Regions from separate parts of the Hordeum vulgare genome. Here region 2 is linked to region 1. The links are chromatin contacts, called in public Hi-C maps. All regions are on one chromosome and are shown on one strand. The core of a region is the stretch at or near the end of the contact, and the rest is flanking DNA. Distances in the headings are between cores, read along the strand shown. Region 1 holds the start of LOC123431200 (chaperone protein dnaJ C76, chloroplastic-like). Region 2 overlaps LOC123428364 (sacsin).

The links. Hi-C and Micro-C count contacts between places; a contact is called where the count stands out from the background.
Region 2: a Hi-C map of leaf shows a contact between it and region 1, with 4 times the contacts expected there. The contact joins the enhancer-like site here to the promoter of LOC123431200 in region 1. A contact is called at or near these places in 2 of 6 Hi-C or Micro-C datasets (leaf and seedling).

What each region holds. Positions count from the first base shown.
Region 1 is chr2H:647,996,056-647,999,931 of MorexV3_pseudomolecules_assembly, forward strand. LOC123431200 (chaperone protein dnaJ C76, chloroplastic-like) reads right to left here and starts at 1,773. Exons shown (of 2, transcript XM_045115030.1): 1 at 803-1,773; 2 at 1-707. The coding sequence starts at 1,603. The coding sequence ends at 60.
Region 2 is chr2H:648,053,689-648,057,564 of MorexV3_pseudomolecules_assembly, forward strand. LOC123428364 (sacsin) reads right to left here. Exons shown (of 14, transcript XM_045112564.1): 11 at 3,225-3,876; 12 at 2,966-3,139; 13 at 2,536-2,613; 14 at 2,200-2,491. The coding sequence ends at 2,345. Among protein-coding and RNA genes, the nearest start is that of LOC123428364, 20 kb to the right of the region's middle. Within about 2 kb of position 1,748, at least 2 of the 3 cell types and tissues checked have open chromatin away from gene starts, as enhancers often do. A contact at or near this core is called in leaf, where this site is marked.

The DNA of each region.
Region 1 (3,876 bases), core at 523-3,022:
TAATACGTACTAAAAATTACAGCTTTGTTCTATCTCTAATAGCCACGTCGCGTGCACGTTCATTCTCTGGATTCCTCGTCATTTCTTCTTCCAAGCACCACCTGAATAATGCCGGCCACAGCGGCTCCGATGATGAACCACGTCACGCCGGCCAAGACGACCTGGAGCTCGGAACTATTCACGACTCCCAGAGCGGCCGCACCGCCGATGTGGTCCTCGATCACGCCTCCGGCCATCTCCTCCCTGTTGTACCCGGCGATCCCCGCCGCGACGATCGCCATCAGCAGCGGCACCGTCAGGTCGATCCTCGCCCTCCTCGCCGGCGCTCTCTCGCCACCTGACGCTCTTCGCGCCCGTCTCCGCGGCGGCGCGGCGCTCTGGGCGTCCGGCGAAGGAAACGCTGCCGTGGACGGCAGGTTCCGCTGCGGCGTCCAGTACTCGTCGCGCTGGCGGGCGTACACCGCCGACGCCGTTGCGCCCTCCTCCTTGCGTCGCGCGGCTGCCTCCTTGAGCCTCTCCGTCACGGGGTCGGCCGCGCCTGAAGAAGGCGGCGGTGACGATGGCGGTGGCAGCAGGCGGAGAGGGGCAGGGACCGCGGCTGCGGCGGCGCCGGCCGGGGCTCTGAATGGCCGCCAGTACCACCAGTTCGACATGGACATGATTGTCTGGACCGCCGAGCTTCTCGACTGCCACGTCGCCTCCGACTCCTGCGTTCACAATTCACCATTGATGTGATCAAATGAGCAGAGTATGTGCATAGCAGAGCAGAGCACGAGGCGGCTGGGTTGGATGAAATCAGTACCTCGGATTGCCTGGTGGCGGACTTGTTCTCCATCTTCTCGAACCTGGCCTTGAACTTGGCGACCTCGGCGAAGATGTCGGGCGAGCCGGCGGCGTTGGCCTCAGAGACGCGGACCCTGCGGCGCGGCAGCTTGGACATGAGGAACTCGAGCGCCGCCAGGTCCGAGCGCTCGACGTAGGAGATGCAGTCGACGGGGCAGGTCTGGACGGCGTCGGCGATGCGGTCCTCGGGGTCGGCCCACTGGGCGACGACGCGGGCGCGGCCGTGGACGGACTCGATGGCGAAGGTGCGGCCGGCGTGGAGCGCGCACTTGAGGCAGCCGACGCAGGCGACCTCGTCGACGAACACGGCGCGCGTCTCGGCGTCCCCGCCGCGCCACGACGAGTAGAGCGGGCGGCCCGTGTATCCCTGGAACTCGGACCGGCGCGCGTGCTCCCGGTCGTAGGCCCGGCGCTGCGCCGGGTCGGAGAGCAGCGCGTACACCTCGTTGAGCACCACCGCCATGTCGTGGGATGAGGGCCCGGCCGAGGCGTCGCCGTTGCCGGCGGCGACGTCCGGGTGGCAGCGCTTCTGCAGCGCCCGGTAGGCGGCCTTGATGTCGGCCTGCGGCGACGTGGGCTCCACCCCCAGCAGCTCGTACAGGTCGTAGTCCGTCGCCCACGACGCCCCCGCGCGGCCGCTAGAGCTCGACGACGACGAGGAGGCGGCTTGGCATCTGAGGCGGTGGCGGGAGGGCCTGGAGCTGGAGGACGGCCGCGGGTTGACGAGGGGGACGGCGGCGTTGAGGAGAAGCGCCGGCATGGCTGCCCTGCTTTGCTTGATTGGATTTGCTTGCTGCCTCTGCCTCTGCCTCCCGAATGGTGGGAGAAGCTTCGGCGACTCGATCACTACACGTCGCGTCTTGTGAGCGAGATTTTTTCTGGGTGCTGCTTTGGAGCTTTTTGCTTTGCATTTTTACCTGTGTGCCCACGTACGTACGGCGGCTGGGCTCTGATATTTTGGACGAGCGAACCGAGCGTGGCTACGCGCCAGAAATAAGGAAAGACGACTGTACTGTAGCAACACGGAAATAAAACCGAGAGGCGTGATGATCTAGTCGGCGACACTTGTTAGGCTTTGTTCGGTTCCATAAAAAATGAGAGGGATTGACATGGATTAACGAGGATTAAATCCTATCTAATATAAATTTCATCTCATTCCTCTTCAATCCATCCTAATCCACTTTTGCAGTGGATTAATCGAACAAGGCCTTAGGGATCAGAGGAAGTAGTAGTATTTTTCCGAAGATAAAGCTCACTAGATGGGTATCAATTATGATCTCCGTAGTCATATGAGAATAAATGTTGCTTCTCATTTGAAATGAAAGAAAGAAGAAACGTACCAACCTATGAGGTCAAAAGAGAAAACACTAGGAGATGGTAAAATCAACTCATATGAGAAGCAACATTTGCATAGGGCGCGTTTAGTTGCCCCATATGTGTGAGTCTGGTTGAGTAAATACAAGCAACAAACCAATATGTATATCTTGTTTAGTTGTCCGCACTACATTAGTGGCCACTTTAGGACTGGTTGTTTGGTTGTCCGTGTTTGTTTTTAAAAGGCGAGCAAGTGCAAATCATAGCTGTTTTGTGTTCGGTTCATCCTATTTAGTGAACACCGGTTATTGGATCTAGTCCTCTATAAAAGGTTAAAAATTCTGCGTATTTAGACCAATTCAAAGTGAAAAGAGGGGTTGCTCCTTCGACAAACTAGGATAAAGTTGAGACAAAAGAGTCGGAAACCTATTCTATGAGAAACTAATCAGATTTCCATTAAAAATTACCATGAAACCACCATTTGGGTGGTATACGCTTGCTTTAAATGGTATTAACTCCACTCTTTGTTTAAGCATATCTGTTTAGGGGTTGTTTTCTTCTCTCCAACAATTAACAAGCATGGATATGTGACAATCAAAGGTGAAACCATATAATACAATTGAAGGGAAATCAAGCAAACTTTAGGCGGAAGAGAAGAAGCAACCAAGCCGAATAAATTATTGCAGTTCTAAAATAAAAATAAGGAGAACTAAAAGTAAGCAGCAGACAGAGCACTTAACTAAGCAGCAAACAACACATAAATAAGCAGGTAAACTGCAGTTAACAGCAGATAAACAAGCATGAAAACAACAACAAAACATCCATACTGCTAACAGGCATAAGTTTTAAAACAGCAGGGGCATCCATGTCCCTCCTTCACCATAGGGTGTCGAACCCTAGACAAAACATTAACAGTTTCACAACAAGTTCTCCCCATCACCGCAAACTGACTAGAAATTCATACTAACTAAGTTCACAGCACGAAAGCAGGGTCCCCGATGCAGTTGTGCCTGCTGCAGCGCACCCTACACCCCGTGGAGCTATCGTGGTTGTAGATGTGGACCTTGATACCTAGGTCGGAGATGCGCGACATGGCAAGGTCGCTGGGGACGACTCTGTGGCGGTGGTAGAAGTATTGCCAGCCCCGACCAAGCACCATCTGGCCTTCGAACTTCTAGAACTGCATCCAGAACTCACACCACTTGTTCACCGAGAGTTTGACGACGTGTGGGAGCTTCACCGACAACCGCTCCCTCATCACCTCCTCGAACTTGGGAGTGATGACGAGCATGGCTAGATCCTCCTCGTCCTTGATCTGCACGAAAAAGCGAAATGGCTCTCGGGACTCCTCCTCGTGCCCGGTCCTAGGAGTTCGTCCCCTAGAACGAGGCAGGCTAGTGAAGGTGTCCCTACAAGGCAGGTTTACCCTCTTGATCCAGCAGTTCGTGGGGATGAAGTCCACGACAGTCTTGGAGCCAACCACGCATGGGCTCCTTTGGTTGTGTCCCATTCTGTCTTCATCATCTCATCAGGTAAGATGGCACGGATTAGTAATAGGGCATTGGGATCAGACACTGATCAGTGGGACTTGCCGAAGAGCAAGTGTCACTAATGAGTGGCACTTGCTCTTGGGCAACAACCCCTCATCAGTGCAAGTTGTGACCACATTTGGCAGCATTCTACATTGTGTTATAAATATGCCCTAGAGGCAATAATAAA
Region 2 (3,876 bases), core at 498-2,997, 58 kb after region 1:
TGTCACGGATGTCGTTAATTAGGGGATGTGTATGACGATTCTATGGTGAAATGATGACCTTGGCAATGATAAAAATATGAATTTTGATCTCCGTAACTCGCCCTCCTTAATGGCACCATAGATAAGAACATGTGAAAGGATCGGAGAGGTTGACTAGAGGGGTAAATAGGAGACAACAAACTTTTAGCTTAACTTCCAATTTACGGATAGTGTGGATAAAGTAAGTTCTCTAGATATGCAATTTACGGTGAGAACAACATATATGGCAAGCAAGCTAATAATCTAGGTAATCTAGCTAGGAAGTGCAACAAGTAAAGGTACGTAAATGGATTAACCATACAAGTTGGAGACGAGGATGTATCCCAAAGTTCACACTCTTGGGAGAGTGCTAATATCCAATGGAGAGATGCAAAGGCCAAAGTCCCGAGCGCCACCAAGTGGCTCGCCATTTTATTCCTTTGAGTCCCGCAAAGATGAGCCTCAAATGACTTATGGTTAGTCCTGAAGGCGACCACCATATCTTTACAAACTTTTTGGAGCACATCACACACAAGGAAGCTCCTGGCATGAGTCCTTCAGCATATATAGGAGTCCCAAGTATCCAAGAGTAACAAGTTTGGTGATGAACAACTATGGGCATCACAAATTGGTTTGGTGGAACTATAGATTGGGTGATTCTCTATCAATCCTCAAAGTTTGTTGAAGTTTGAGTGATGAAATCAAGAGGAATCAAGCTTTTAGTGTTTGGCAATGGTGGAGAAAGCTCAACAAGAAGATTATTGTTGGAGAAATAAGAAGGGTGGGTATAAATACCCCTAGATTTGTTCTAGTTGTTTCCCACCAGCACACCTCAGAGGTTCGGGCTAAAGGCCCCAGACCAAAGACTGGGGTCAGGGGCCATGTGATCCGGCCTATCCAGAGAGGAAACTCTTTACTCTGAGGACCCGGGGGGGTCAGAGATTCTGAGGATCTGAAGGACACACGGACTCGACTTTTCCAAAGAGATAGGCCCAGGGCAAAGAGGACCCCGAGGCCCGTGCGTCCGACGTCCCGAGGATCCAGGGTATCGAGAGAGTATTCCTTGGACCGCGGAGACCCATACCATAAGCCTCGGGACCTGGGGATCACATTAACAACAGGAAATGGATGGGTTTTAACTCATGATGTGCAGGCATTGGAAGATGGCAAGTGTAAAAGATATTTGCTTGATCTTCAAACTTACACAATCTCCTCAACACGACCCTCTTGTGGTTGTCCTATGACTTAAAATAAAACCAGAAAACATTAGAGCCTTCAGAAAAATCGAAAATTGACGTCTTCTTCCTTTTTGAAATGTGGTCAACCATTTCCATAATGTTTAACCAAGAAAAATCAAATGACGTTATAGATGCACTTCCAACATGGATGAATCTTTCATGTCAAAAAAGAACATAGATGAACCATTAGTATTTATTTTCTGGTGTATCTTTCCAGTAGCAATCTAAGATTATTATGTAAAATAGTTATGATGTTATTTTTTCACGCCGCTGCGGCGTTGGGCGCAAACGCCAACCCATTTCAAAAAGCAGGCACGGATGTTCGCCGGACCGATCTAAATGAATAAAATATGAACAAAATACGCGTCCGTTGAATCGTGCGGTTGAAGTTGCTCTAATAGTTACCGCAACATGTTCTTTTGCTCCACCCCGCTGCCGGAGGGGACGGGCTGGGGCGTTGAGGAGAAGCGCGGGCATGGCTTTGCTACTCTACCTCTGCCTCCCGAGTCCCGACTGGTGGGAGAAGCTTCGCGACTCGATCATTACACGTCGTGTGGCGTGAGCGAGATTTTTTTTTCTCGCTGCTGCTTTAGAGCTTTTTTTTTGCTTTGCCATTTTACCCGCGCGCCCACGTAAGGCGGCTGGGCACTGATATTTTGGACCAGCGTGGCTAGGCTCCAGAAATATGGTACTACTCGTATAGTAGGACTTTTCTGTAGCCAAACTAGGGGGTGACAGCTCCGTGATTATTATTATTATTATTATTTTGAGCTGACAGCTCCGTGATTTCGTCAGCAAGAAAACGAAGTTTCCATGAGTTGGTTGGAAGTTCGGATCAAACGCTGTCAGCAGCAAGACAACTAACGAACGAGTCTGAAAGAAACCTGAAAATGTTTAGGCACCTCGCAGCTATATTCCCACTACGACCTTTCGGTCAGCTCCAGAAATTGGTAAGTTTCTACTCAAATACTGAAGACTATTACATCGTATCGTATCGTGTCGTGTCGCACCAAGTCTAAAACTAAACTAGAATGCGCTGTGCCTCTGCCTGTGCTGTACATGGACTGGACTGCTAGTGGGGTTTATATTTACACACGCTCGTTGAGCAAAGAATGCGGGATCTGAAGAATGTCGGGCCGGTGCCCCTCCCTCGGTGTCTTCATGGCCTGAATATCTTCATCATTTTGGACACTTGGGTCCGGCAAAATGGGCATCGCGACACCGAGCTCGAGCACCTGTTGCACAGGACGTGGCCGCACGGTACGATGGTCATGTTCACCTCGGAGTTCAGGCAGACGCGGCATGACCATGCCGCCTTGGCTATGTCGGCTTCTTTCACCGCTGACTCGGCTTTCTCCTACAATACAATAGCGCAAACAACTTTCAGTGTCATCATATAGGCAGGCATGTTTACAGAAGCGCTTTCAGTTAGAATTCACAAGAGTGGTGATCCTACAATGCTAACCAGGTAGCTTACAGTATGCTATGCTGTGCAACAACTACGAAGTGGTTTCCCCTAGGACATTATATTGTGTGGTTTCCCCTCGAAAACCGTATGGAAACATCTACGGAAGTACAGATCCTGGTGAAAATCTCATAAGATACCGCTATACGAGCACAGAGCCTGGTCTAAGTGGAGAAGTGACTGAGAGATGCTACCAATAGGAAATGGATTCAAGACAACATAAGAGACACGGAAGTGAACAAACCTGCTCCACCAAGAGAGCCACTTGAGATTCTTTAAGCTGGTCTTGCAAGGAAAGGGTAGTCTGTAGCAGTGTTTCTTTCTCAGCATCCATCCTTACCCCTGCTGCCGAAAGCATATCATGGACTGCTTGTACCAGCTCCGTGGAAGATACTTTGCCGTATTCAAGCCCAGCAGCCTGTAAAATAGTAAAACTATTTTATGGCAACAATCCAGCATGCAAAGAGTAGAGACCGCACCCCCAAAAAAATATGAAAACTAACCGTATCATCTGCGCCTTCAGTTCTAGCGCTAACGGACGAGTGGCCTGGTTGTCCAACTTCTGCCACTCTACCACTATCCAGTTGGGAAGGTGCCGAGGAAAGGTCAGCTGTTGAAACACTCTTAAACGAGTAAACCTGACTGGAGAGTAGCATGCGAGTCTCGCTGGGGGCTGTCTCCACCGGAAACCTGTAAAGAGCTTGACCGGCTGATGGCCTTACGTCTTCAGGAACCCTACCATACCTGAGCTTTCCCCCTTCTTTTCCTGTTTTCCATGCAACAATCTCTCCGCTGTAGAATGGTCTCAAAGGAAGGAATTGGACCTGGCGAGCATCTTGTGACAATAACTCTGCTCCCAGGGAACAGTCGTACCTTCCTTCGCGTTTCGAAACTCCAACGTCAGTGCCAAGATGGAGTATTTGAAGCACTTCTTTCTCTGAACCATCTGGGCATGCAAATACCGAAGCGATTGGCAAGATTACTGGTGCCCCTAATATGTGACTGACGACAATTGCAACAACATCATGTACTGTCAAAAAACTTGGGGGCTCTGCAATTAGAATATGACCCATGGATTTATCAGCAAAATAAATGCTTCGGTGCTTTCCATTGCTTGACCATTCAGGAAGAGAAGGATGCTGAGCCGTTCTCGTG